Linked DNA regions of Gasterosteus aculeatus: region 1 is linked to region 2. A link is a contact called in public Hi-C data. All regions are on one chromosome and are shown on one strand. The core of a region is the stretch at or near the end of the contact, and the rest is flanking DNA. Distances in the headings are between cores, read along the strand shown. Region 1 holds the start of ssh1a (slingshot protein phosphatase 1a). Region 2 overlaps LOC120830487.

Region 1 (2,887 bases), core at 204-2,703, 37 kb before region 2:
ATATGCATCCCAGATGTGTGCAGGCCAACATCTTGGAAGTCAATCTTGAGTTATAATACACTAGAATAGCAATGGTGAAAATATTCTGTTTATAATCCATGTATTACCTATATGATTAAAAGTGCATTATTAGTTGTAGTGGTATGGAAGCAGCTTTAGTAATGATTGGACAGATATATTGAGTTGAAACGTTTAGGAGTTGGCGTTTAGAAGTCTTCCCAGTGTGAAAACCATTTTGACAACTCAATTATCACTGCGGTCAACTCAGCAGACACTTGAATTTTAGTGCACGTGTATGCTGACATTTACGGTATTAAACAAGTAACCGGAATACAAAAAACAAGTAACACACATACCACACACATACCACAGTTATTGTCCAGAATCTTTGAAGATTCTGGACAATAACTGTGGTATGTGTGTTCAGGACCATTCTGACTACTTTTACTGTACAAAGTTAGATAATTATCCAAATTAAAAGCCCTATATTTCAAAGTTCAAAAGGACCATCCATTTTTGAACTGCAATAAAAATACTTTTCTCAATAGTTCCAGTCAACGTGTATTCTAATACATGTTCCAATATATACCGTAAATATTAGCATAAACGTGCAATAAAATTCAAGTGTCTGCTTAGTTGACCGCAGTCAATTATGTAACAGAAATGGGACTTCATTTGTATTTGCATTTGAAATCGCTGACGTGGAACGAGGTTGGTTATTTATGTAAATGCTGCGTAATGTAAACAAATCGAATGCGATTATTACAGACGATCCACTCGCAACCGAACTGTTGATTTCCAAAACAGTTTTGCTTTACCTTCAGTCAAGTCTTCAGCCACCAGCGTAGAACTTGGTGAAGTCGGTCACAGCAAACACTCTTTCCTTTACTCACCCCTCGGTGCCGCGGTCACGTGGGCCGGGGGCGGAGCTAGATGCCTCTCAGCACGTATTAGATCGATTGTGATGCGCGTCACAATCCAATTTCCAAACTTAACAATCAAACCATGTATCAGTGCTTCCTTTTCGCTATTTTTCCCTTTTTACTGTTCGTGGACATGAATGTGTCCACACGTTATTGTTATATCATGGAGTGAAAATTTGTTATCGTATATTTTAGTTGAATAGCTTGATGCCTAGCCGCCTATTGTTTGTTTACAGTTACAGTTTACTAGTACTCATAGGACTGCCTCCAATAATATGATTGTTTCCAGGACTAAATGTACAAGTACACGTCTGAGTTGAATCACATTCAGCACCCACAGACATCAAGCACAGCCACACTTTAGAGATAATAATAATAATAATAATATTGATCACCATTTTTATTGTATCAAATTATCATTGGTGCTATAGTAATTAATAATACTACGGTCTAATTTTGCTAAATCATATTCAAGATCAGTTATTTTTATTTTTGTGTGTTCATGTTCTATGTTGTCTAAATTGTCTTTGTTGTTTACAAAGCCGTACTCGGGCTGCATTAAAAATGGCTTTTGCCTTGATGTTTTGTTAAGTGGTATTCATTGTATCACCACATAGTTCGAAGTGCCATCGAGGCGGCCAGGGCCGTGAAGGCGGCACTTCCTGCGGGACCCACGCGGCTCATCTCGCTCCCTCCCTCCATCCACCCATACGTCCGTCCATCAGTTGCATCGTTAGCTCGGCAGCTAGCAGCTAGCAGCTCAGCAAGCCCAGCGGCCGGCCGGTGCATCCGCAGCTTCCAGCCATGGCGTTGGTTACTCTGCAACGGTCCCCGACGCCGAGCGCCGCGTCCACCGCCAGCACAGCAACCACCACCGCGGGGGAGGTCAGTCCGGTTCCCCGGGGTCAAAAAAAAAACGACGGGCCGCGGGCGTGAAGGTGTTGTCGTAAGGTGTTGTCTTGAGAAAGAGGCCCGCTGATTGGAGCTAAATTAGCGCCGTTGGTTAACGTTATGCTAGCTCGGGCTTCATCGGTAGCTAGCAAACGTCTCCGTTACTCATCACGAGACGCTGCTGTTCACCACTAACGGTAAACTAAGTTATGTTAAAAAAAAAGGCGGCTGGACTTGTCGTTTCTATAAAATACCAACAAATTAATTAGAAAAAAAACCTCTCACACCTGTTAAATGTTGCGTTGATTTGAAAGAGCTGCTGAATTTGACAAACGTCTTAATGAATGATTTGAGTTAGCCGGTGCTGATGTGAGTGGCTGAAATGGAAACATGACATTGATTGACACTGATGTATTTAAGGTGTTATCACACACTGTGTGTGTGTGTGTGTGTGTGTGTGTGTGTGTGTGTGTGTGTGTGTGTGTGTGTGTGTGTGTGTCTCTCTCACACCATCAGCACCACGGCGACACCGAACAGGGACGTAAAAGAGATTTCCCGTCCGGTAAACGGCCAATAAGGGGAGGGAGGAAAAAAAGATTTTCGTGTGTTTCTCTATCAGCAGTTTGAGACACTATTTTTTTCCAGGAACTCACTGAAAGCTAAACGGCATTGTCCTAGAATCCAAACGATATCATTCAAATATAACTTCCTTTGCCTCTTCCAAGTACAAGTGTTTTCTCTTCTCTGTCACAAGAGGGCGCAAACCACCAGCCACGAACAGGCACCAAACCACAGGAGATGACAGCTGTCTGTCACAGACCATTAAAACCCCACATGTTCAAATGCATGCACAGTTGTTACTTATTACAAATACATTCCTTGTTTTGATAGTTCCTTTTGTTTGTTTGTCTGGTTTTCATTTCTGCACTGAGGGGAAGGGATGGGGATGGGGATGGGGGGGGGCTATAGATAAAGCAGGCAGGAAACTGCTGCAGCTATGATGTCATCTAACACTAGTTGGATGATAAAACCTTCTCAGTCTACATGCTGTGGGCCACTGAGCAGCGGTCGGA
Region 2 (2,903 bases), core at 9-2,508:
AGCAGATTGAATCTAAAATGATTTTCTTATTTAACCTAGTTGGGTTTATTTTTTTATTCAAATAATGGACACCAGGATGTGGCATCCTGAAGCGTCCGTTAGTTCAAATCTTAACACCTCTCCCTGGGTCACAGTGGTAATCACATTTAGTTGCCTTTTTGTCAGTTTTCTTTAGCTTTTTTAAAAACTAATAACCAATGTATTGCAGTTAGATTTGCGGTGAGCTGCCGCTTCTTCTGCGGGCGTGAAGCCTTTCGCTGTCAAAAAGCTGTAGGACGAGACGACTGCTCAACGTTTTAATAGCTCCCAACAGGAAATGAACAAACTTCTCCACCGTCATGGTAATCTCTTGTGATGATGGATCACTGTGACTACTATTCAATACCATCAAGCGATTGCGAACAATGCTTGTGTAGGGTCTGAATTAGTGGAAGTTTCTTCAAAATGGCCTTTTGGCTCCTAAAATCCACTCCGAGGATTACTGTCAGGTTTGTCTGTGTCTGAGAATCAATTGCCATGACTTGACACTAATAGACTCTTATGTGGTGAGCACGCTCTGCTGAACATGTTCATTTAGCTCAAATCCCAACTTAATCCCTGGTCATCACTTTTTAACTGCAGTTCCTCACACACAGATAGTAAAAAACTAAATTACATGCGTCAAATGCAATTCAAAGTCTGTAATATCAAATGATGATTCGGTGTGGTTGAACACACCTCTTGTCTCTGTTTCAGTTTATTTCAGTCTAAGTAGGTAGAGACATATAAATCTTTAGTAACATTAACAGATCCCTGATTTAAGATGTCTGTTTACCAGAACCCTGTCCGATACAATGAAATGGTGTTTGACTTGGAGCTATATTTATTCATTCAAATATTTTGTAGAACTTCAAACTATTCTATGTTGGAGAGGAGCAAAGACTCCCGACAGACACTTCTGTTCCTTCTGAAATGCATCACTGAGCTGCCAGTCGGCCACCAGCTGTTATGTCCACGTGTATTCTGTGAAACCTTTTATCCCCTTGGGATTAATTCATGTCCGATTTCCCATCTTGCCTCTGCCGCTCATGGAGGACACCTCAGAGTGTGTGTGTGTGTGTGTGTGTGTGTGTGTGTGTGTGTGTGTGTGTGGATCACATTCCCCTTGATGTTTTTAGTACAAGTGCCTCATTTTAAGACAAATACAGACTTGCCTTCTCCCTTCGGCCGTTGTGAAGGGCTGAACTTCAGGGCAAATTTGCAACAAGTTTCCACAGGAAAATGTAACCCACTGCGGTGTGTCACAAGCAACCCTGTGTGCAGCTTTGGGTTGTTGTTTTCAGCTGAACTCTTGTCCGTGTGAGGCATTCCGATGATAACATTTGATAGTAAACCGCATTCCTGCTCTGCGTATCGTATCGGCAGATGTGTTTTTTTACATACTCAAAGCAGCCACTTGTGTTTGATTTTCATACCCTGCAATTTCAAAACGTGTCCATCGGCACCATTGACACCTCAAAGGGGGCCACATTTGACACCGTCGCGGCCCTCCTGCTCCCATTAGTCATACCAGTGGTGCCTGAGGCCGAGGTGTGGAACACCGGGCTCTCTAGTCCCGCTGCCGGTCTCCTCTAACTCGCTCGGGCTGATCAGGAGGTCGAGCCCCAGGCCTTTGCTCTGCTGAAAACATTTCTAGTATAGAATTCTTTTTTTCTTCTTCTATTTACTCAAGTGAAAAGTATTGATGGAAAATGTTGGGAGAGCTGAGCTGAGAAACGAGTATGAGGTTGTGTAGGAATCTTTGCAGCATGTCTGAACTGGTGTGCTGAGAGGTGTCTGAATGTTGAAACACTGATCCCGTAAGTCTTAATCTTAGTTTCTTCAAGGAAGCACATGAATTTATGCTCATTTTACACACTTTTAATTACACCATATGGGTGCGTAAACATTCTGTTCAGAGTTGCCACATCTTTGTAAACTGGGATAATATACAAACAATACCTGGTCACTGTCTACTCCCTGCTTCTCTTCAACATAAACCAGCAGATCGGTATTGATTACCCAACACTAACTGGTTATTGAAAAGTGTTCTGAAAACGATCCATAACCCTTATTTGTTGTGACAACCTTGTAAACAGTGTTTGTGCTGTTCCGTTTGCCACAGCTGGTCATCAGTCTGTGTCCTTCCTGCTCCACTTCCTGTTCCCTCTGTGTCCAGGAAATCGCGTGCAGGAAAGGTCTGCTGTAATGTACATCTGTGCGGCTGAGATGACTTTGACATACGCAGATGTCGCATGTATCGCATAGTGCACATTTCCCTTGTTCTGTGGTCCACTGCATGAAAATGAAGTCGACCCAGCTGCAGAGGGGAGGTCACCGGTCTCACGTGTAATGGTACTGTTATCTGATACCGGATGGTGGCTCATACATCCCTATTGACAGAAGTGTCAAAGTCTGCTTTCTTTACACTCTGCTCCAGGGTACATTTCAGGGTGTGTTCAGCCGTCTGGTGAGGTTTAGACAAGATATGGGGATTTTTCACATACTGCACGTAAAAATCCCCCGCGCTTTCACATACTGCATTCTTTAATCACTATACTTGCTCAGTCAAGCAAATGTAATGTATGAAATGATCAAATGATTTGGCCTGTAACCCTAGCGAGGCTCTTACTCCCTGTGATTTGTACAGGCGTCGTGTTAGGCTGTACTAACCCATGGAACTTGTTCCTCTGTTCAGTCTGATAACAAAACACCGGCGTATCGATGTGGTTATATCCGCTGAGCCTCTCTGTGCACTGTAACAGCAGCAGGCTTGAAGCCGACTGTCTATACAGCAGCAGGCTTTAAGAGCAGGAATGTCTGAGCAACATGACACTGTTATCCGGGACTGGATTGTCCCTTCGAGGCTCAGGCCGCCATCCTCT

Evidence for each region. A called contact is a pair of places that touch in the nucleus more often than the background predicts.
Region 1: a Hi-C map of whole body shows a contact between it and region 2, with 3 times the contacts expected there. The contact joins the promoter of ssh1a here to the enhancer-like site in region 2. A contact is called at or near these places in 4 of 6 Hi-C or Micro-C datasets (liver, skeletal muscle, tail fin and 1 more).

What each region holds. Positions count from the first base shown.
Region 1 is chr13:10,700,778-10,703,664 of fGasAcu3.hap1.1, reverse strand. It overlaps ssh1a (slingshot protein phosphatase 1a), which reads left to right and starts at 1,453. Exons shown (of 15, transcript XM_040196687.2): 1 at 1,453-1,808. The coding sequence starts at 1,728. LOC120831316 (D-amino-acid oxidase) reads right to left here and starts at 1,351. Exons shown (of 11, transcript XM_040196693.2): 1 at 819-1,351.
Region 2 is chr13:10,663,191-10,666,093 of fGasAcu3.hap1.1, reverse strand. The region is part of intron 4 of LOC120830487; the gene reads left to right. Among protein-coding and RNA genes, the nearest start is that of LOC120830556, 11 kb to the right of the region's middle. Within about 2 kb of position 1,258, at least 4 of the 9 cell types and tissues checked have open chromatin away from gene starts, as enhancers often do. A contact at or near this core is called in liver, where this site is marked.